Regions from separate parts of the Mus musculus genome. Here regions 2, 3, 4 and 5 are each linked to region 1. The links are chromatin contacts, called in public ChIA-PET, HiChIP or PLAC-seq and promoter capture Hi-C maps. All regions are on one chromosome and are shown on one strand. Each heading gives the region's core, a stretch centred on a gene start, on an enhancer-like site or on the middle of the called end of the contact. The rest is flanking DNA. Distances are from core to core; before and after follow the strand shown. Region 1 holds the start of 2810459M11Rik (RIKEN cDNA 2810459M11 gene). Region 2 holds the start of Nmur1 (neuromedin U receptor 1). Region 3 holds the start of A630001G21Rik (RIKEN cDNA A630001G21 gene). Region 4 overlaps Ncl (nucleolin). Region 5 holds the start of B3gnt7 (UDP-GlcNAc:betaGal beta-1,3-N-acetylglucosaminyltransferase 7).

The links. Promoter capture Hi-C pulls out the DNA fragments that hold promoters and counts their contacts. ChIA-PET counts read pairs in DNA pulled down with a chosen protein or histone mark. HiChIP or PLAC-seq counts read pairs in DNA pulled down with a chosen protein or histone mark.
Region 2: a contact with region 1 is called in a promoter capture Hi-C map of stem cell-derived epiblast-like cells, with 2.7 times the contacts expected there. The contact joins the promoter of Nmur1 here to the promoter of 2810459M11Rik in region 1. A contact is called at or near these places in 2 of 39 promoter capture datasets (HPC-7-derived erythroid cells and stem cell-derived epiblast-like cells) and 1 of 9 other capture datasets (adipose tissue).
Region 3: a contact with region 1 is called in an H3K4me3 HiChIP or PLAC-seq map of the SCID.adh cell line, with 4 times the contacts expected there. The contact joins the promoter of A630001G21Rik here to the promoter of 2810459M11Rik in region 1. A contact is called at or near these places in 2 of 115 datasets of contacts at active chromatin or transcription factors (the SCID.adh cell line and effector CD8 T cells).
Region 4: a contact with region 1 is called in an RNA polymerase II ChIA-PET map of effector CD8 T cells, with 9 read pairs. The contact joins the enhancer-like site here to the promoter of 2810459M11Rik in region 1. A contact is called at or near these places in 9 of 39 promoter capture datasets (the C10 cell line, the HPC-7 cell line, cranial neural crest and 5 more), 1 of 15 datasets of contacts at CTCF or cohesin (embryonic stem cells), 19 of 484 Hi-C or Micro-C datasets (the C2C12 cell line, the G1E-ER4 cell line, the MC38 cell line and 9 more), 7 of 115 datasets of contacts at active chromatin or transcription factors (the HPC-7 cell line, bone marrow-derived macrophages, effector CD8 T cells and 4 more) and 2 of 9 other capture datasets (adipose tissue and embryonic stem cells).
Region 5: an H3K4me3 HiChIP or PLAC-seq map of embryonic stem cells shows a contact between it and region 1, with 11 read pairs. The contact joins the promoter of B3gnt7 here to the promoter of 2810459M11Rik in region 1. A contact is called at or near these places in 2 of 15 datasets of contacts at CTCF or cohesin (the NIH/3T3 cell line and embryonic stem cells), 1 of 484 Hi-C or Micro-C datasets (embryonic stem cells), 3 of 115 datasets of contacts at active chromatin or transcription factors (bone marrow-derived macrophages and embryonic stem cells) and 1 of 9 other capture datasets (pancreatic islet).

The regions. Positions count from the first base shown.
Region 1 is chr1:86,043,690-86,048,090 of GRCm38.p6, forward strand. It overlaps 2810459M11Rik (RIKEN cDNA 2810459M11 gene), which reads left to right and starts at 2,174. Exons shown (of 3, transcript NM_001144993.1): 1 at 2,174-2,883. The coding sequence starts at 2,274.
Region 2 is chr1:86,385,636-86,390,036 of GRCm38.p6, forward strand. Nmur1 (neuromedin U receptor 1) reads right to left here and starts at 2,506. Exons shown (of 2, transcript NM_010341.1): 1 at 1,678-2,506; 2 at 690-1,078. The coding sequence starts at 2,506. The coding sequence ends at 690.
Region 3 is chr1:85,734,489-85,738,889 of GRCm38.p6, forward strand. It overlaps A630001G21Rik (RIKEN cDNA A630001G21 gene), which reads right to left and starts at 2,118. Exons shown (of 6, transcript NM_177055.3): 1 at 1,984-2,118.
Region 4 is chr1:86,341,921-86,346,321 of GRCm38.p6, forward strand. Ncl (nucleolin) reads right to left here. Exons shown (of 14, transcript NM_010880.3): 14 at 2,799-4,401. Among named protein-coding and RNA genes, the nearest start is that of Snora75, 7.2 kb to the right of the region's middle. Within about 2 kb of position 2,406, at least 63 of the 459 cell types and tissues checked have an H3K27ac peak or open chromatin away from gene starts, as enhancers often do. A contact at or near this core is called in the G1E-ER4 cell line, the HPC-7 cell line, bone marrow and 3 more, where this site is marked.
Region 5 is chr1:86,300,789-86,305,189 of GRCm38.p6, forward strand. It overlaps B3gnt7 (UDP-GlcNAc:betaGal beta-1,3-N-acetylglucosaminyltransferase 7), which reads left to right and starts at 2,433. Exons shown (of 2, transcript NM_145222.2): 1 at 2,433-2,766; 2 at 4,257-4,401. The coding sequence starts at 2,756. It overlaps Gm28626 (predicted gene 28626), which reads right to left and starts at 3,272. Exons shown (of 2, transcript NR_151592.1): 1 at 3,176-3,272; 2 at 2,275-2,830. Gm16341 (a long non-coding RNA gene) reads right to left here and starts at 982. Exons shown (of 3, transcript XR_387210.3): 1 at 540-982.

The DNA of each region.
Region 1 (4,401 bases), core at 924-3,423:
CTCACTAGTTGTCATCTCTATGGAGGTGAGCTTACCCACTGCTCCCAAGCACTGGGCTCATTGGAAGCTGGAGATGCCCAGTCTGCACAGATAAAGTGACTACATCACTGGCCTGGTGGTGCAACTCCATCCGTCATCCATCTCTAAACAGAAGACTTTTCCCACCCAGGTCCCAACCTCTGCTTTCAGCATCCCAGCACTCTTCCAGGGAATTCAAGAATCAGTCTGCAAAGACAAAAGCCCCATTACTGAGAACCAGACAAACCATATGGTGCCTTCCTCCAAGTACTGGTAGACAACTAGACAAAGAGACTTAGGGAAGGGAGCTTCTTGACCACCTTTGACTGCTTCATGCATACAGTAGGGACCCAAGAAAGATTCATTTTATGAATGTGCAAAACTCTCCAGGATGCTGGAGCATAATTATAAGGAGTTGGGAACAAGGTATTTTAAAAGAGGGGATTGGGGCTTTATGGTGAGGCCAGGGCTGGGCAGTAAAATGTCTTGACAACAACACCCTTTGGGCCAATTATTATGTAGTGGATGGATGGAGAAATAAAGAGAAGATACAAGCCCCAGAGGCTATTTGAATTTAACTTCATGTTAAATAGCATGTAAAAAGCATTTGTATCAACTCCAGTGTGCAGTAATAGCCACATGTGCCTTAGGGCAACTGCATTTGAACAGGGCAGGAAAACAGTTCGCAGAATGTTCTTTTGGACAAAACTGGTAGGACGTATGTTCCTGCTTCTGACCTGGATTTTAGACAAATAGTCATAGATGCATATACATGTACACACCTTACACCTATAGACCAACACCAGAGCACGCCAGCATCCCATGTCCACTTCTAGATCAGTGGCTCTCAACCTTCCTAACTCTGCAAGCCTTTAATACAGGGCCTCAAGTTGTGGTGACTCCCAACCAAAAAGTTAGTCTCATTGCTACTCCATAGCTATCACTCTGCTAGTATTGTGCATCATAATGTAACTGGCTTTTCTGAAGGGGTCACAAGGGACGGGTTGCTCTAGACTTGTTCTAGATTCTGGCCCATGGGGAACAACAGCCTCACATGACATCAGGTGGTACCCAAATGCAACAAGTGTTTGTGGAAAGGATGATCTTGATCCATTTGGAGGAAGTATTGGAGGCTGAAGAGAAGTGGTAGAGGAGGTCCCCTGGGTGATGGTTAATTCTAATTATCAAGGAAACACAACCCAGAATCACCTGGGGAGAGAGTCTCAAAAGGGGACAGTCTAGGTCAGCTTGCCCCGTGAGCAGGTCTGGGAATGGCCAGGATTATCTTGATCACCTTAACTGATGAGGGAAGACCCAGCCTGAAGGGTGTGACACCCTTCATTGGTGTGATTGTACAAAAATATTCCTATCTCTTCACTCATGGGTGTGGGTGTGTTGTGGCCAGCTGTCTGGAAGCTCCTGCCTCTGTGACTTCCCTGCAGTGATGGCTACAACCAGGAACTGTGAGCTAAAATAAGCCCTTTCTTCTCTTCCCTAAACTGTTTGGTGTTAAGGTATTTTTATCACAGCGACAGAGTTGAAGCTAGGATGTTATGCTTCCCATCTCTCTCCCGTTCTCACTCACTCTTCTGCTCCAACTGGGCTCCAAAGCTTACACCACTGGAAAAGCAGGCCCTGACGCCAAACCCTGTAGGACTACTCCGAAATAGCTCCAGAAGTTAGAAATGGTGGTACAGACTGTAATCCTAAACTGAAGCTAAAGGGTCTCCAGATTCTAGGCTAGGATGGTGAGATCGTGTCTCAGGAGAAAGAAAGAAAAAAAAAATCTGAGAGATGGTTTACCGATTAAGAGCACTGACTGCTTTTGCAGAGGACCTGGATTGGGTTCCCAGTACCCATGTAGTTGATTATAAACATTCACAACTCCAGATCCAGGAGATCAGACGCTGGTACTAGTGCAGATGCATTTAAGCAAAATATCCATACACATAAAACAAATAAAACGCATAAACAAACAAAACCATCTTACCCTAAGAGGGTACATTAGTCAGGTTAATAATGTCCACTCATCCTCAGTCCCCCACAAGAGCCTGTACTTTCTAGATGTCCTAAATGCTTAGTAGTCCTAAACTACTGAGTGTGTTACTGGGTATCTAAATGAACGAATGAGTGAATGATAAATTCAGTGCGGCGGGACAGGAGTGCGCAGGGGGTCTGGGCGGCTCGGCCCTCGGGGGCGTGTCGGCCGAGGCAGCGGCGGAGCTCCCAGCTCGGCGCAGGAGGCGGCGGCCAGCATGGAGAGCGAGCTGGAGGCGCTGGCCCCGCGGCCCGCGAGCCCGGCGGAGCCACCCTTCCAGGCGTTGGTGGAGGCGGCGGGTGGCCGCGGGCAGGTGCTGCTGGTGGGCGAGCTGTGGGAGCGCGAGCAGAGCCGCGCGCTGCTGAGGGACTTCGCCGGTGCCGTGTTCCCGCCGGAGTCCGCGCCGGGCAAGCCGGGCTGCGCAGAGGCCGAGAGCGCGGGCACCGCGGCGGCCACCGAGTCGCACGGGGCTCCGGGGGCGAAGGCGGAGCGAGCCATTCGCTCGCCGCTCGTTTTCGTGCTGTGCCGCGTCGGATCGCTGACCTCCCGGGAGTCGCGGCGCCGCCTGCGGGAGATGCTGCGGGACGTGCGCGACCGGAGGTGTGAGGGCGCCGCGCTGGTCGGAGTGCTGGTGGCCGACACGGGTGCGGATGACGCGAGGGCGCCCGAACTGCAGCTGCTCGAGACGCTGCTGCGCACGGTGTTCGGCCGCCAGGTCGGGGGCCCGGTGCAAGCAGCAGCCTTTCGTCCCGGCTGTCCCGCCTCCAGCCTGGCGGTCCAGGAGGCGGCCTGCAGAGCCCTGCAAGCTGCGGGGCCGGGACGACCAGGTGAGGCTGCGTGTGGGGTCAGGCTGGGCACTGGGGAAGGCGTCCCTTTAGACCGGTTGAACCCGTTTAGGCCACCCAACTCTGTTGAGGTAAACTGAGGCCCGGTGCTGGGAGGTCCCCAGCACAAGGCTTCTCAGCCTAAGGTGGACATGCTCTGGACATGGAATTGAGTCTGTCTGGCCAGATCCTGACTGCACATGAGATCGGGGGTGGGGTATCTGAGGGTACAACTGGTGGGAAGTGGGTAAGAAGTAGAGTTGAACTGCTCTAAACAACAACAATGTAGGAGTTGGAAACTGGGATAGAAGATGCAAAAATTTGGGTGGTGTGCGTGGGAAGAACTGAGTCTGGGGGGCGGGGTGACTGTAGCTTTAGGACAAGTTTGTCCTGGTAGGATTGTCCTCAGAGCTTTAGGAGAGGGGGAGCTATACAGGAGGCTCGGTGTGGAAGGGAGGAAGGCAATCGAAGTTCCTGGCAAAAACACAGAATAGGTGCCAGGGACGTATCCGGAAGGGTGTGAGGGACCGAGACCGTGACGACCTCAGTTATTCCTGGTAGCCACCGATCGCTGGCTGCTTCCGCCAGGTTTTCCTTCCACGCTCTATTCTAAAGTGTAGAGATGGTGTGAGCGCTTTTAGTCGGAGACTGCTCCGTCATGGGATCAGACGTCCCAAGGCAGCGTGTTTTGCTGCAAAGTACTGGGATTAAAAAGAAGGTCCTAAGTGGAGCCCTGACAAACGCTAGGAAAGCTTTCCACCGCTCAACTCACTTCCGTTTGACCTTTGACTGTAGTAAGCTTTTGAACTAAAGAGTGGCTGTGTGAGGTGTTCTGGCTGTGTGAGGTGTTCTGGGGCATTAGCCTGCCACTGGGAGATGTCAGACCTTTCACACCAGGAGACGTTGTCTGATATTATAAATGTCACACTTGCACCTGCTGGCTAGGCCACAGTAGTTCTCTGGCGGTTCCCTCCCCTCCCGCCAACCTTCCTTTGGTGGAGGCTGACCGACCTCCAGGATCCTGAAAGATTAGGCAGATAAGTACCCCACGTGCATTCCTGTTCTGAGAATCATTCATTGGCTTCCTTACCTGGCTTTGAGGGAAAGAAGGTAATTTACACAAATTCTCCCCAGACTAATGAGCTAGTGCCTAGAAAATTCTTTAAGCCTTCCTTCTCTTGAGAGGCCCTCACACCCTGGCACCCAAGATGGATGACCAAATCCTTGGTTTAAAATAACCCCTTCCACTCTGGAAAATGGGACCTTTGCAGACGCATCATCCTCTATTATATTAAACACTTGCTTACTCTTATAAAGCACTCTCTGAGAAAAACAAAACCTTTTACTAATGAATTTTACTAATTCAAGTTCATGAATTAACTATAACTTCTTGTTGCAGCTTTGGCTGCAAGGAAACAAAAGTGACCCATGCCTTTAATCCCAGTAGTCAGTACAGAGGCCAGCCTGATCTACATAGTGAGTTTGAGGCCAGCCAGGGCTACACAATGAGACCCTGTCTCT
Region 2 (4,401 bases), core at 1,256-3,755, 340 kb after region 1:
TTGCCACAAGGAAACATGGTGACAAAGGCTGAGGTCAGGTCCAGGTCCCCTGGATCCCTGGGAACCCCTACCACCTGACAGCTTGATCAGGCCCGAATCTCGGTGCAGAATGAGAGCCAGGAACTGTCAGGGTGTGAAGTCGGTCTCAAGTACAAAACAAGGGCTGGGGAGGGGCAGAGAGAGTCTATGGAGGTTCGGAAGTTACCAGGATGACAGGTGGGTCCCAATGGAAACACGTATGAACTTGAGAGGAAGAAGGGATCCCCAGAGGAATAGTGGCTGAGCCCCAGGTAACTAGGTAACTGTGACAGTTTTGTGGAGAAGAATTTAGGGGTATGGGGTCTGGAGGGACATACAGCATATATTTGGTTCAGCGTGGGTCTTTCTAATACATGGGTGTGTGCTATGTGCATGTGGTAGATGCCGTCAGAAGCCAAGAGAGTGTCGGATGGCCTGTTGTCATGAGGGTGCCGAGACCTGAACCCAGGTTCTCTGGAAGAACAGCAAACATTCTTAACTGCTGAGCCAGTGTTTCAGGCCTTCAATGGGGGCAATTGGGGTTCAATTCTCTTTTTCTTACTGTTTCCCTCAATACTCAAATATGTGGGCAGGGCAGAAACCACTTTTGTAGCTCCCCAGACTTTCTGAGGCCCTCTGGCCTTGTGGGTAAGGCTCCTTCCAAATTTTATTCAGGAGGGGTCTGTCTCTTGCTGACACCCTGGATCCTCATTCACAGCCAGAGGTTCGTCCCTGCTGTTCCTGTGGCCCACGTCACACAGGGTGCTGCCTGTGGTCAACCTGATGTGGTTATGGGAGCCATGATAGGGTTGGCGGCGATGACAGCACTGGGTTCCAAGGCCCAGGGCTTGCAGGAAGGTCTCTCGGAAGCGAGTAGACATGAGGCTGTAGAGCACCGGGTTGGCTGCTGAGCCGAGATAGAAGAAGATGCCAGAGGCAATGTGGACACACTGGTAGGCCAGGTGCAGGCCTTCCGTTGAGTGTCCATACACCAGGCTCCACATGATACGGTCAGCATGGAATGGAGCCCAGCAGATGCCGAATACCACAACCAGTGCAACTGCAAGGACAGAGAAGAGATTTGATCTTCATCATGCTTAGAGTTTGCATCTACAGCTCACTATCTTCCGGTCCTAGAAAAGCAGACAGGAGAGCCAGGTAGTGGTGGTGCACACCTTTAATCCCAGTACTTTGGAGGTAGAGGCAGGTGAATCTCTGGTCTACACAGCAAGTTCTAGAACAGCCAGAGCTACACAAAGAAACTCCTTCTCTCTTTTTTTCCCTCTTCCCTTTTCTGTCTTTCTCTGGCCTCGCTCCCTCCACCCCAAGCCCCACTTGCTCTGGTCCCTGCTAAGTCTGGCCCATAGGTTTTTTTTGTTTTATTATTATTATTATTATTATTATTATTATTATTATTATTATTATTATTAGTTTCTCATTACGGATGGTTGTGAGTCACCATGTGGTTGCTGGGATTTGAACTCATGACCTCCAGGAGAGTGGTCAGTGCTCTTACCTGCTGAGCCATCTCACCAGCCCTGAAACCCTTTCTCAAAACAATAACAACAACAAGCAAGCAAGCAAGCAAACAATACCCTGGAAGCTCAATTCCTTCCCCAGACTGGAGGAAGCTCAGCTTTCTCCTCAACAATGACTTACACAGCATCTTGGTCACCTGTCTCCGTCCCCTATCTTGCAGCTGAATCCTTCTGTGGGAGGTCTCCTGGGTTGCTGCGGTTTTCCTGCCCTTGACCTCCACTTGGAGCAACATCCTCTCCCTCCGCAGCCGCAGCCCAATGAGCAGATACAGCACACTGATGGTGACCATGGGCAGACAGAAGAAGAGCAGTGCGGTAGTCAGTACCACCAACTTGTAGAAGTCCATGGGACCCACCAGCGAACATATAGCTGAGTCGGGCACCGGCCCCCGGCAGGGCACAGTTAGTTGACTGAGGCCATGCAGGCTGGTGTTGGGCAGAGAGAAGAGAGTAGCGAGGACCCAGATGGCCCCCACCATGCGGCGCACATGGGCCCGTGTCATCACAGACTTGGCTTGGAGTGGGCGCACCACGGCCACATAACGCTCCACACTCAGGGCTGTGACATTGAGCACTGAAGCTAGGCAGACGGTCTCTAAGAGCAGTATTCGGAAGTAGCAGGCACTCGCACCCAGCTGGAACGGGTAATTTTGCTGCATCTCATAAAGCTCCAGAGGCAAGCCCACCAGGAGCACCAGCATATCGGACACAGCGAGGCTGAAGAGGTAGAAGTTGGTGGGCGTGCGCATAGTCTTGTTGCGCAGGATGACGGTGCAGGTCAGCCCGTTGCCCAGAGTGCCCACCACGAAGATCAGCAGGTACGTGACACAGATGGGGACAAACTGTTTCATCTGCTGTGGCCCCAAATACTTCAGCCTCAGGGCCTCATCGGTAAGGTTCAGATCCTCAGGTTGATAGGGCCACTTGAACTCACTGATATTGCAGACCAGGGGGCTCCTTGAAGCATTTGGGGAGAGCGCTCCAGGAAAGATGGAACAATTGAGGCAGGGAGGAGTCTGTAGGATAGAAGGGGGAGATACCCAGAAGTCATTTAGGTAATCCCAGCTCTGTCCTAAGTTATCACACTGTAGAGGACTGATTAGTCACATGCCACTGGGAAAGAAAGCATCTGCCACCCACTAAAGTGCATTTCAACTACAGAGTATCCGGAGTGCAAACCTTGAAAATAATAAAATTGGCCGGGCAGTGGTAGTGCGCAGCTTTAATCCCAACGCGAAGGAAGCTGAGGCAGGCAGGTCTCATGTGAGTTTGAGGCTAGCCTGGGCTACAGAGCAAGTTCCAGGACAGTTAGAACTACAGAGAGAGACACTGTCTAAAAAACAAACAAAAACAAACAACAAAAAACCAATCAACAACAACAACAACAAAGAGTTATCCTCTATCCTCTACACACATACATGCAAACAGTATATATGCACAAGTACACACACACACACAAATGAAATACTTTTTAAATGATAAGATTGGCCCTTTACAATCTACTGGAATCTTTGAAGAAATGCCAGGTTTTTCCAAGAACGCTTGGCTATCTCCTTTGGCTGTCTCCCTTTTAAGACAGACTTCAGGAGAGCCACTTGATGTGGACCTCAGAAAAGTGGGTGCAACTGCAGTATTGCTTGGTCTTTAAAGAGCCGGGGCTCCTAAAGCAACTGCCAGGGCAGACCTGACCTCCCCAACTCCAGGTGCAAGATCCCGGTATTTAATCCACAAAAAGCATCGACACATGGCAGACCTGACATACAGAACGCTGTGTGTGACCTTGGTGTGAAGAGAAAGCCACCGTAGGGGTTAAGTGAAGGAGTGAAAAAGCTAAAAAACTGTACTTTGACCCAAATTTGATTCTGTTTTCTGTCACCTGAATCACTCCCAGTCTAAATATTTTATATTCTTTGCACCTACTAGACCTGGAGTTCTCACTCTCGGAACTCTCACGGAGAGGAGCTGGGGATGGGCAGGTGACAGCCCAGGTTCAAGAGAGCAGCGCTGAGACGACAGTCATCAGAAAAATGACAGAAATAAACTGACTAACTGAGAGGTCTCTCCCACAACCCCCAAATGTCTCACAGAGTTTTTCCACCCATCTCACTCTGAGAGCCGCTCCTGTCAGGGCCCGTATCCCGCTCACCTACCATGCCTTCTGCCCAGGAGGTCCTGTGCGCCCTGGCTCCCACTGACAGATAGATGCTGAGCTGAAGGCGACCTGACAGAGGCTGCCCTCCCCGCCTTCCTGGTTGCTTCGCCTGTTGTTCACAAAATCGCCACTAGAGGGCAACGCTGACCCCGGAGCTTGGAGTACTTAGGACCACTCCCAAAGGACTCTACCTGCATCCAAACCATACTAGCTAGCTGTTGGAATCACCCGGAGCTGAGAGTGTCTTCTTTTTCTAGACAACAATCCCATTTTACAGGTGAGAAGAAAAGAAAAAAAGAGCCAGAGAGAGGAAGTCCGTGAGACTTGGGTCTAAAATGCTGTCCCCACCTGCAGCACGCCGACTGAGCAGGACTTGTTCCGTGTCCTGCAATTCTTTCTGACCCACATTTTCAGACAACCTTCTTACGCACCCCTTAAGCCCCTGAAAGTCAGCAGCCTACAGAGTCTCATCCCCGTGACTCCACTTGTACACTCACAGGATAGCAATCCCCCCAATACACACAGTCTCATAAGGGGTTTCCAGCCCCGGGGTCCAAGCACTAGTCTCCTCCAAGGAAATCGCCCTCTCTCTTTTCAGCACCTCCTCCCACACCGATTCTTTCCCCGAGCATTGTCCCGACCCACTTCTTCACTCAAAGGAGCACACAAAAGCCTAGTCAGGTGTCATAGCCA
Region 3 (4,401 bases), core at 868-3,367, 310 kb before region 1:
AAAAAAAAAAAAAAAAAGCTTTTACTTTACTAAAACCAAAACTTGAGACTTTGAGACTGTGAATCTCTGAACGGCCCTGGACCCACACCTGCTTCCTGTCTGGAGTGAGTAGATGTCTAATTGCTCTTCCTATCCCTGCATCAAGAATTAATTAGTAATTAGTAGCTGCTGAGAGGTGGCATCTGGGGGATGAGCCCCCTTATAGGTCATCTGACCCCAAGTGGTTCTCCCTATACACACAGACATGGGAGCAACACTAGAGGAACTCAGCAGGCTGTGCACATGTATGTGCATGCATGCATACATACATACATACATACATACATACATACATACATACATTGTGTAAGTATAGCAGTAATAGTGAAAGAGGAAGAGGCCACTGCTTTGCAAGGGAGTGAAGGGGACAGTGAAGGGGACAGTGAAGGGGACAGGAGAATGGAAATGATGAAAACACAGTACCTATGTATGAAATTCAAAAGCATTAAACATTTCAGTTTAGTCTTAACATCCCTGCTGAAAACCCACTATCTATGCCTGCTCATGTATCTCTCTTCAGTCCATTTGTTAGTCCCCACGCCAGAGCACCCCACTGCCTTGGGAACTGCAGGTTTGAAGTGTTTCAGAGATGGAAAGGGTAACTCATCCATCTATCTGTATTCTTCCCTAAGACCGTTCTGGCTCTTCAGGGGCCCCTACAGTACCGTACGACTCTGAGGTTCAGCATCTCCATTTTTGTGGGCCGGAAAAGCCCAAACTATTAGAATATGGTGGGAAGGGCTGTTGGAAATTCTATAGTGGTTGTTGAATCAGTAATTGTTTTGGATAGTGTTGACATAGCTGGACAAAGGCAAAATGGGACCCAGTCGGAGCAAAGGCTTGGCAGATCACCCCAGCTTTCTATTCTGCTGGATTATAGCTTCTACCAAGAATCAGTCTCTCCAAAACAATGCTGGGTATTGGCAAAGAAAGATTTCCGGGGTCCCTGCCCTCCTCCCTCGATTAGGCCACGACTGGATGTGGGCAGGGCTGAACTGGAAAGTCAGGGTCTGAGTACACTTTTGAAATTTAACGATTTTTAACAGAAAAACGAAACCAGGAATTAAACTTGGACAAAGAAGTGCTAAGCCTTCATCCTAGCCCTTAGCTCTTCCTCTAGAAGCAGGAACTTGCTAATGTCCTTTCCTGAACGGTAGTTGGTCCATCCCAAACCACACTGCCGGTGCGATAAAAATGAGCAAACACATATAGACAGCTTCAGGGGCTAGCAAGTGGCACCTCCTCTGCTTGCCCCCCACCCCCACCTCCTAGCCTTACCCCCACCCCCGCCAACCACAACCCTACCCCAGGAGGAGCAGCGCAGGGCACTAAGGGGAAATCAGCAGTGGCCCCCTGGGGGCAGACTCCACCCCTTCCCTCCCTGAAGGATATGACCTCAGGCTGGGTGCTCCCCTGAGGCTGGTCCGTAAATGGCTCCGGTCCTGACCCTCTTACAGGAAGGAGTACAGGACATAGCAGCCCAAGTGTACCACTTTGGAACCCTTGAGATGAGCAAGGAGAAACAGCACGTGTTGGAGACTTTCTCTGAAAGCCCTCTTCTGCCTAAAGGCAGGTCTTTTGAGAGAATTCCCTTACAGCAGTGCTTCCCTGAGAGTTCCATAGAAGAGTGATTGTCTCATGCCAGGAGAGGAAGCTAGAAGTCAGCTCTCTCAGAGAAACTCTGTCTCAAGCCACCATCCATTCTATCTGTTTGTTTTCACCTAAAACACTTCACAGGCTGCCTAACACCCCTTCCCCTTCCAAAAGAATGCTTAAGCACCTCTCTTGTTCGTTAATAAGTTTGCTCTCTGTGGTGCATTAATCTGTCTGGTATCGGGCTATTTCATAGACTCATTTAAGGAGTCCTCTGGGAGTCAAGGCCTCCCTCCCTCCTCTCCCTCACTTCATCCCAAACACCCTTCCACCTCCTCCCCAGTTAGCTACCTTGGGTCTGGGGGAGTCCGCAGGGGACACCTTCAGCCTTCCTCACGGCGGGCGTCAATTGTGGTCAGTAGCAAGTACAGAAAGCAGAGCGAAAGCTAGGACCTCGATCTGGGGTGGGTTTAGGGAAAACTTTAGTGAAATTTGCATTCACTTCCTCTGTGTCTCCCTGTACCACGTTCCCTCTCTCGGGTCTCTGCAAAGTCTATCCTGACCTCTGGTGGTAGCACTTGGTTACTGCACCTTTAGAAATACAGGTTGAGAGGCCTTCAGCCTGAAACCACTTGGACCATAATCATATTTAGCTTTCCAGCTTTTGGAGATTTGATGATATTTGCTTTACACATAATGAAATATTTTGAAGGTGGGACCTGTAGCAGTTACTCTTCTGCTGCTCTGATAAAATACCACACTCAAGGCATCGTAAAGGAGAGTTTATTTGGGCTTTTACAGTTCCAGAGGGGTAAAAGTCCAACATGGCAGAGAATAGAAACAATCAGCCGCAGTCACGGTACAGGAACAACGGAGCTCGAATCTCTTACTGCAGGAATGGGGGTGGGGGACTGGAAACGGTGTGTGCCTTCGAAACCTCAAAACTCCGAGATGTACTTCCTCAAGGTACACCATGTCTAATCCTCCCCCAAACAGCACCTTAGACTGGAAACCTCACACCCAACCACCTAAGACCGTGAGAGAGGGACATTTTCATTCAAATCACCACACCCAGAAATGTCAGACTTCGTGGAGCTATCACCAAAATATTCCCCAGTAAGTGATCACCATGCAAGAGTACTCTAGAGAGTACTAATATAAAATTACAATGGAGCAAGTTGTTGGGGTCCAGGAGTCGCCCCACAAACCACAGAAACACCTATCTCAGTTAAACAGGGATGGCTTATTGAACACAAGACTCATCCGCCAGGACGACAGCTCAAAGATACACACTGGACATTTCTCAGGAGAGACTTATAACAAATAAAACTGCAAAACCCACAATGAGTTCACAGGCAGGACCTAGAAGTGCTGCCCAGTAGTCAGCCCTGACTCAAACCATTTTAGACATAACAGTTCGTATTGACCTTTAATTTGATGAGTCCTACCTGAAGCTTATAGTTGTGGAATATCTTAAGATTAGCAAACCTCTTAACGTACAGAACATAACAGAGTATGTGGTCAGCATGGCCCTGCTCTGAGGGGAGTCGTTTTTTCTGCATCAATAACTGGCAGGCACATTACAGCAATGATATGTCTTAGCTGCTTAGTTGGCTGGCATGGAACAAACTGGCCACAGCTGTGCTGGGGGCGGTAGGGGCAGCCTTACCAGAAGTATTAAAAAAAAAAAAAAAAAGCCTTTTCTAAGCCCAACCCTTCCTCTTGATCCCCTCCAGTCTTGCAGAGACTAAAAAGAAACAATGATACCAAAGAGAAGACACCAAGCAAGAAGGAAAAGCAGTTAGCCAGCTCCTCTGTGGCCCAGGTGATTACTAAACCGAGTCCTTTCTTATCACTAAATGAAACCTCTGGTGTTGCCAGGGACTTTAGCCAGCTCCAGCAGATGTGATAGTGTTCAAGCTATGGTGTCCGAATATGTGGGTGGCACCCCTGCAAAGAAATGCTGTGTTTTGCTAATACCTGCAACTCTGCCTGTGGGATTTTATCTGGCCAGCCTGGATACTGAAAGCTTTGAAGCAGTCCAAATGGGAAGTGCTGGGGTTTTCATGTAACCAGAAGCAGACCTCAACCAGGGAGGAACAGGACGGTCTTGGGTGAGCTTCATAGTTCCTCGACTCCTCTGTAGAAAAACTCTGATCTCTTTCTGCTAGTACTACTTCCTTATTTAAAACAACTTCCTTACAGGGCTGGTGGGATTGTTCAGTGGTTAAGAGCATTTGTTGCTCCTGTGGGAGACTCAGGTTTGGTTCCCAGCACCCACATGGTGATGCACAATCATCTGTATCTCCAGTTCCAGGAGAATCTGATGCCCTCTTCTGGCTTCTGCAGATACTGCACACACATGGTGCATATACATACGGGCAAAACAACATGAAACAACATTTTTTAAAAATCTTATTAAAGTTATTTTTGGGTACGTGTTATGTGAGTATAGGTGTCTATGAACCCTGACACTCTGGTGTGTGGAGATCAGAAGGCAGCTCTCACCTTCCTCCTTGCTGAAGCAGCTTCTCTTGTTTCTGTTCCTACTAAGTGCTTCAGGCTAGCTGTCCATTGAGCTTCTGGCTGATCCCCACCCCCCACGTTCCCCCCACACCACCCTCCACCCCCCCACCCGTCCTTTAGGAATGTCAGGATTACAGATGCAGGCCACTCTGTGGCTGCTTCCCCACAGTTTACAAACTCATATCTCAGTGTCTGTTTCTTTTTTTTTTTTAAGATTTATTTATTTATTTATTTATTTATTTA
Region 4 (4,401 bases), core at 1,156-3,655, 300 kb after region 1:
AGGCTGAGAGACACAAGTTTCTTTCTTTTATTTTTAAAATATTTTTTTATTATGTATTTTCCTCAATTACATTTCCAATGCTATCCCAAAAGTCCCCCATACCCTCCCCCCAACTCCCCTACCCACCCATTACCACTTTTTGACCCTGGCGTTCCCCTGTACTGGGGCATATAAAGTTTGCGTGTCCAATGGGCCTCTCTTTCCAGTGATGGCCGACTAGGCCATCTTTTGATACATATGCAGCTAGAGTCAAGAGCTCCGGGATACTGGTTAGTTCATAATGCTGTTGAACCTACAGGGTTGCAGATCTCTTTAGCTCCTTGGATACTTTCTCTAGCTCCTCCATTGGGGGCCCTGTGATCCATCCAATAGCTGACTGTGAGCATCCACTTATGTGTTTGCTAGGCTCCGGCCTAGTCTCACAAGAGGAGTCACAAATTTTAATAAATAGAAAAATTTGCAAATATGAAGTCTATGGATAATGAGGACTGAGTTATGTTTGGGCTTTGCATCTAGAATGTTCCACAAGCTCACATGGGAAAGGCTTGGTTCCCCAGTTCCTGGTACTGTAAGGGACCGTGGTGGAACCTTTAAGAGGAGGAGCCTTGCTAAAGAAGAGTGGTGGGGCATGCTCATGCTCTTTCCTTGAAGGCTTTAACAAGAGAACCCTAGCCCTTTTCTGTCTCACTGAATCTTGTGTTTGTGGTAGGGCCTTGAGCATGCTAGGCAAGTACTCCTCCACTAAAATATACCCACCGCCCTTAGACTGTATATATTATATCATGGTTTTTTGCAAGTTATTGGCTTGTGTGATTGTGGAGGCTGAGAAACCTAAATTCTACATGGGGTATGGCATTCTGCAGCAGCTGAAGTTCATGTGCAGAAATATATTACTGTTCTCACTGCCCCCTCCCCTGGCTGAAAAAGTCAGTAAAAGTGACAAGGAACTGGAGATGTTTTCAACATATTAGCTGTTCAAATCATTGAAGAGTCCTGGAACCCCAATAACCCATGGGGGTTTTGCATCCTGGTTTTTACCCAGTTCTGGCATGAGACTTCCCCTAAAAACAGGTACTGGGAATTGACCCTAGGACTTCGTTGGTAAGCTATGTCCCTAACCTTTAAATTTTTTTTCTTGAGCTTCACTAAGTTGTTCAGACTGGCTTTCAGCCCACTCTGTATCTCAGATAGGCCTTTAATTCATGATTCTCCTGTCTCAGCCTGCTAAGTAGTTGAGATTATAGGACTGCCTGCCCAACCAAATCCAGCATTAGAGCCAGACTTTCTTCTGTGTGTATGCACATGTGTGTATGGGGGTACATGTGCTTATGAAGGACATAGATTGCATAGAGTGCCTTCCTCAATCATGCTCTACCTTATTTTTGAGACAAGGTCTCTCACTGAACCTGGAGTTCACTAAGTCAGCAAGGCTAGCCCAGCCAGAAAAGCCCAGGATTTTGGCATGAGCTATCACTACATGTAGCTTTTTTTATTTGTGCACTGGGGATATGACGTATGTATGTAGATGCATGCATGGCCAGCACTTTACTAAGCACAGAAGTTATTCAGAATGTCTTCAGTTGGTTGAGGCCTTTCAACCAACTGATTTAGGTTTATAGGGTCATTTAGGATTAATCTCCTTTACTCCTCCCCACAGCAGAAACTAGATTCATTGCAGAAAACTGTTGTCTAGGTAGACTAACATCTCAAAAGGCCATTAAAGTCCTTGAAAGAAATTATACATGCTTTCCTATCACAGTACAGTACAGGAGTTCAAACCATGAAGATGTCCTGGAATTCATTCTGTAGACCAGGTTGGCTTTGAACTCAAGAGATCCACTTGCCTCTGCCTCCAAAGTGCTAGGATTACAGGCATGCACCATCACTGCCTGGCCGAATTAAGTCCAGGTCAGATACAAGTGGAGTACTCCTTTAATTCCAGTACCTAGGAGGTAGAGGCAGGTAGAGTGAGAATTCAAGCCAGCCCTTGCCTACACCATGATGCTGCTACAAACATAAAACGGGGGTGGGGGGTCGGGGTGTTGGATGACAGGTAAGGCAAATTAAATCCTCCCAAACTGAAGGACATGAAAGAGAACAGCACAGGCACAAAATCTATGGAGTTTTTGGTTAGAGCAGAAAACTAGTAGTAGTTCTCAGCTATAGGAGTGGTTAGCATGAACTTGCTGTGGAACACTGCTGAATGACTGTCCATACCTCTTCATAGTACTTCTGATCTTCCTGCCTCCATTCTGAGTGCTGTGTTTACAAATGGTCACCACCACACATAGCTGTATTGATTTTGTTTTGCTTTTGTTGGTAATGGAATCCTTGTGGCTATTAGGAAGGCATTCTACCAACTGAGCCATTCTGTCAACAGTCTGCCTTGTTTTTTGTTGCCTGAAGATTTTCCACTCTCAAAATTCTGCCTTTGTAGTTATCTTCCCAATCTACAAAAGCCAAGGGTGTCTTGAAAGTGTTTTGTCAATTTTCCTTGGAAAGAGAAACTTCATTGTCTCTACCAACCAAGATGCAATTTTGCCATCTTGCTTCAAAGGAAGCTCTCGTGTCATCACCCAAGGCTGTGTGTGCAGCACTTCCTGTTTATCTCTAAAGAGTTTTGTCACCGTTGATGAAAGCCACCAATTTACTCACACATTGTCTCTCAGCCGTTGTATTTATAAACCTTGAAAGGGGAAACTGCTTAAATGTTCCTTTTTGGGTCCCTGAATTATTTTTTTTTCAAACTGTCAGCAACAGCCATTTTTCCTGAAGGGAAAACCAAACACCCAGATCTAGACATGTTTACTAGAGGTTTATCCTTCCCATAGTTTACCTTGTGGATGTGAATCATTCCGATGTTTAATTACTGTATGAGTGATATGCATGTTCAGGTACATGCTTGCTACAGAGAGGCCAGACAAACCTATTGTTTCTCTCCTTCAGCTTTTACATCTTCTAGAGATCAAACACAGGCTGTCAGGTTTGGTGGCAGGCACCTTTACTAATTGAACTCACTGGCCCCCTTTACAGATATTTTTAACCAACAAATGCAGTTTCTTCCTAATTAATGTCCAAGTTACCATTATGATGCCCCTAAAAAATTTGCACTTTCTTTGATATGGGAAAAGAAACTAGAGATGGCACCCTTCCAAATGATTAGACACTGGGAGTGTTATGATAGAATAGAGACAAAAGATTATCAAAATTGCTTTACCAGGCGGTGGCGGCGCACACCTTTAATCCCAGCACTTGGGAGGCAGAAACAGGCAGATCTCTGAGCCTGGTCTACAGAGTGAGTTCCAGGACAGCCAGGGCTACACAGAGAAACTTGGGGCTGGTGGATGGCTCAGCAAAGGTCCTGAGTTCAAATCCCAGCCACCATGCCCCAGATTTCATGGCTTAGGGTGAGTGTTTGTAGTTCAGCTAGTCCTTTCTGGAAATACTCACACACACACCCTAGAGTATGCCAAACCACATTGTCAACTGAACTGGATCTAGAAGGAAATAGACACGCTTCTAAGCATATCTGTAGGAAATTATCTAGATCAGGTTAACTTCTGGCTATGCCTATGAGATTATCTTGAATTACCTCAGGTATGTAAAACCATCCCTAGGTTGGAGTCCTAGTCTGCATGGAAAGGAAAGCTAGCTGAATACAAGCATCCATCAACTTTTTCTAACTATAGATGCAATGTGACCAGCTGCTTCAAGCTTCTGGCATCATGTCGTCCTTGTCCCTGCCATGATGGACTATATTCTGGAACTGTGAATCAAAATAAACCCCTTTTCTTTAAATTGCTTTGGTCAGGTATTCTGTTATAGCAACATGTAGAGTAATTCCCTAGTGCCCTAGACACTTATCAATCTGATCAAGTTTATAGCTGATATTAACAGCTACGAATCCACTCTCTTTGATGCCAGCACTCAGAAGGCAGAGGTGAATGAACCTCTGGGAATTAAAGGCCAGCTGGTCTAAATAGTAAGTTCTAGGATAACCAAAGCTACATAGTGAGAGAGACCCTGTCTCAAAAAAACAGAAATCTGACAGAAATGTAAAGGAAAAAAACAAAAAAACCAAAGTCAAGAAAAACTGCAATCACCTAATTATATGTACAAACCAAGGTCCTGGTCTAATTCCAAGCACCATAAAAATAATTACCAGATAGAACTGAGGCACATACTCTCAAAGTCAGTGTTTAGTCTGGCGCGCTACAGGTGTGCCAAGATTAGCCGGATTTCTGGGCAACAGAGGGGTACTGAGGAGTGAGTCTGGAAGTTTGGGGGGGACCATGAACAGGAACAGTAAATTTGACATAAAATCGCTTCCAACTTTTCCTAAATTTTTCATTTTCCTATTCATTTTTATGTATATGGGTGTTTTGCTAGCACCCAAGAAAG
Region 5 (4,401 bases), core at 1,183-3,682, 260 kb after region 1:
TAAGGACTCTATTCAATCCCTTCTTCCACCCACACCAATGCTTCCTGGAACTGCGGTCTCCTCCCACTGAGCTCTCACCACAGCATGGGGGGCAGTGGCAGAGTCCACTGGCAGACTGGCCTTGCTCAGCCACTCCAGTTGTTCTGAGACAGTCCCTAGCCGGCTGCTATGCCCTCGTGGCTGGACAGGTGGAGGGAGTCAGACTAAGGGAGCCCAACGGTGGGGGTGGGGAGTCACTGTGGTTCTGAGTAGCAATGGGGACCTGTGGCTCAGTGAAAGAAGAATAGGGTGACATTGGAAAGTGACCAGAGCCTGGGGAACACACACGCACACACACACGTGCAAGGACTCATGTACTTCATTGTTACACATTTCCCCATTCTGAATTCACAGACCAAAAGATCTTTGACAAACTGACCAGTTCAACTGAAAAACCCAAGGTGACCTTGGGCGGTTCCCCACTTCCCCTGCTTCCCTGTTCCCTTGGGATCCCCTGGGATAGGTCAAATATTAGTGATCATAATATCAAAAGCACCCACCTGTCATAAGGCTCAGCGTGTAGGGGACACTGGTGTGTCTGCTTCCTCTGTCATCTCACATAACTCTGCATTGGCAGGAAATTGAGGTCTCAAGAGGATAAGCCAGCTGCCCCCCAGCAGCAGCCAGGAAGTGGGGAAAACTGGCCCAACCCCCAACCCTCTGGCACTCAGCCCTTACCAGAAACACCTGTGTCCACCTTCACCTACACCTGGAGAAATGCCACACTGGGATGAAGGGTGAATCAGAGGCCAAGAGGGCTGGTCTCCCCCAAGGCACCTTGTGGAGAGCTGAGACAGAGCACCTGCTCTTCCCCAAAGTCACACTTACAGGGCAAAAAGAGAGACGCCCAAAGCCTGGGTGTGCCAGCTGTGTTGGCACATTTATAACCCCCATCGTTCAGAAGGCTAAGGCAAAGTGATCTGGAGTTCAAGGCCAGCCTGAACTGCATGCCAAGACCCTGATTCAAAACAAACCACAATATCCTGGGTGAAATAGCAGAGACAGGGATAGGTAGCCAGTACCAAGCTAAGACAACCAGGACTGAAGACTGAGGACCGGTGTGACCTGGGACTAGTGGGACTGCAGTGACTCCTAGGGGCAGGCAGCCAGGCCTGTGAGACTTACACTTCAGGCCAGGGCTTCTTGAGGACTTAAAAGGGGCATTGTCCCAGGATTCTCCTCTGAATTTTTCATCTGAAGGCCCTTCATCATTTCCGACTGGAGCTTACAAATTCCAGAAAATTCCACTATTTGTTTAAGCACACACCCGAGCCTAAGGATCGCTAAGGGAAGGACAAAAGTAATCTTCACCCTTAGGACTCCCTGGGACTTTCTGTCTCCCTGTATTCCCTGGGAGAGGAACAGCATTGCAGAAAGGTATTGAGTTCCCCAGTCCTACTATCTGATAGAAATGCCTGAGCCGGGACTCAGGGACCACCTCCTGAGCCAGGCAGACCTCCTGGGTTTGAATAGTAAGGTTGTGACTTCATCTAAGGGTGTGTGTCCCTGACTCTAACTCCTGGTAAGATAGGAACAAACCATAGCACACGTCTCCAGAACCAAGTGAGCCACTGATGCCGGGGACCTAGAACCAGGCTTGACAGATAGGAAGTGCTGGAATGTAAAAAGTCCTGTGGGTATTTCTGAAGCGACCCCAGACCCCCAGACATCTGGATGACAGAAGGACCAGTAAGCAGCCTTATCTACCAGAAATGTTCCCAAGTCACCCAGAGGAGGCATCAAGGTGTCCCCTCCCTCCCTGTACTGTGATTGTGGTGTGTAGCCCACTCCCAAGAGAAAATGGTGCTCACACCGCAGAATAATAAAAACCTGGAGACAAAAAAAAAAAAAAAGTGGGGGTGCGGTTAAGTGAAGGATTTGTTGGCAATACAAGAAGGAGGTTTTTGTTTGTTTTGAGACAAGAGTCTCATTAGGGAGACCTTGCTGGCCGGGAACTCACCATGTAGACCAGGCTGGCCTTAAACTCGCAGAAATCCACCAACTGGGATTAAAAGCACATGCGAACACGCTAGCAAAAGAATGGACTTTTTGCAGAGGATAATAAGCCTTCTCACTGGGGGGTGGTAATGCAGAAAGAGTGGGAAACCCAGAGCTGGATTGACCTGAGCTGGCTGGGGGTCTAACACAGGCAACCCAGCATCATCTTCTCTTGAGATCGCCGCCCAGGCCTAAGCGAGCCCGGGAAGAAGAAAAGTAGACAGGGCAGAGATAAGGTAACTTTAGGGAAACAGCCTTTATCCACCTCCCTCCACTCTACACACCCAGGGCTACTCCAGAAGGAAGCAACCAGGCCGCTAGGCGCCGGGTGGGCGTGGAGGTGGGCGGTGTCCGACGTCCCCACGTGTCCCGAAGGAGGCGAGGCGGGCGACCCCGTGAAGGCCCAGCAGCGGGGAAGTCGCCGCCTCAGGATGTTGGCGATCTTCAAGGTCTCTGAGATTCTGGCTCTTCCCTTCGCGTTCCCGTGGGGCGTGCCTCTGAGGTGGCCAGGGCTGAACGGAGTTGCTGTCCCCACAGTGAGCCGGGGCACAAAGGGTTAACCTACCTGGGCCACCGCCCCTGAGGCCCCTCCTCCAGCCGCAGGGAAAAAAAGAAAGTCTCAGCGGGGGTGCGGCTCGGCCTCGTCCCGCTGTCCCCAGCCGCGGCGCTCAGAGCTGTGATCCGTGCGCCCCGCTCAGCTGCCCTGGACCGGGCCGCCATGTCTCTGTGGTGAGTCGGGGTCCCGGTGGGGCGCAGAGTACCTCCGAGCTTCACCTCCTCCCGGGGCCGCAGACTGCAAGGGATGCACGCTAGGTGTCCTGAGGCCGACCCCAGTTTCCCCGGGCAGCGAGGGTGGCGGGAGATGCGGAGCAGGGCGCGCCGCCGGAGCGGCAGATGGGATGTGGGAGATGCGAGGCGCACGCTTGGCTCTGCGGCCACGACTCCGGCAGCCTGTATGCAACGTCTCTCTAGCCTTGGGGTTTCACTAGCAGACACACACACACCCGACCCCTCCGGTCCCTCTTCCCTCCTGTGGCCTCTTCTCCGGACCGCCTCGACCCTTCTCCTTCCCCGGCTTTGCTCTTACTAATGGAGTGGATTGGTATGTGCGAGCCAGGGCCCTGAGGCTGGTTCTTACCCGGACTCCGGAGCTACGACGTGGAGCTTCTTTAGAACCCTGAGGACTGGAGTACTGGGTTCAGAATTCTCTTACTTCCATTCCCAGCAGCGCGCCTCCAGTCATTTCTGTCTTTCTCCATCCAACCTGGTAACCAGGAAGTCATGGGGCTCTTGAGGAAAGCTCGATGAATGTGGGTAGGAGGACTTAACATTCACTCACCCTGCGCCTCCGCAGGCTTAAAACCTGGCGTTATCTACTACGTGCTTCGTGGGCCCCTGGCTCTTGTACCTCCCAGACTTGGAGGTGAGAACCATCTCTCTGCTGGCCCAGTCCTGGAAAGTCATGAGTCTCCCAGTGTGAGCTAAGGAGGGAAGGTTCTTGGGGAAGGGGGCACAGGCAGGATCATTCCTGAGAAGAGCTAGGATTTCTGCCTCTGAAAAGGGTGTGCTGGGCTTACTTGACCAGGTAGGGGCCCCGGAAAGTGGGTTTTCGTCCCCAGGACTGAAGGGCTAGGCACCTCATTGCTTTGTGTAGAATATAAAGGTAAGGATAAGGAGTCGTGATGGGATCTGTCCACTTCCCTTCGAGACTTCCCAATTAGAGCAAGAAAGGCTCGCTTCTGTTGAGTCAGTGGGGGCTGCTAACCCACTCCCCACTGCAGCCCACAAGGAGACTCCCCAAAAGCTGCAACAAGGATACTGTCTTTTTCCCTTAGAGTGACTGGTTCAAAGTGATACTGCTGTCCACATATGTATGTGAACTAAAAATAAAAACCAGAGCTCAGGGGATGGACAGTGGTCTCTTTTCCTGGCAAAATGACAGCATTTCACTGGGTTCATGCCTGGTACTTTATCCTGTGTTCTGTCCCATTTTGGGGGAACTTAAGGGGTTAAATGGCCCCCTTCCCAAAATTGTTGTTGGGTTTGGGACCCCAGTAGCTGAATACACAGTGCTTCTTGAGTTGGGCAGTTAGCATGAGAAAAGCAGCAGGTTCCTCTGACCTTCCAGGAAGTAGAGTCCACTGGCCCATCTATGGGCCCCTAATCCTCAGGAGGAGTATGAGTGCCAGCTCACCTTCCTCTCTGCTGCTCCCCTTTAGGAAGAAAACCCTCTACAAGAGTGTATGCCTGGCTCTGGCCCTCCTTGTGGCTGTCACCGTTTTCCAGCGCAGTGTGACCCCTGGTCAATTCCTTCAGGATCCTTTACCGCCCACGCCGGGGCCAGCCAAAACTGGAAATCTGGTC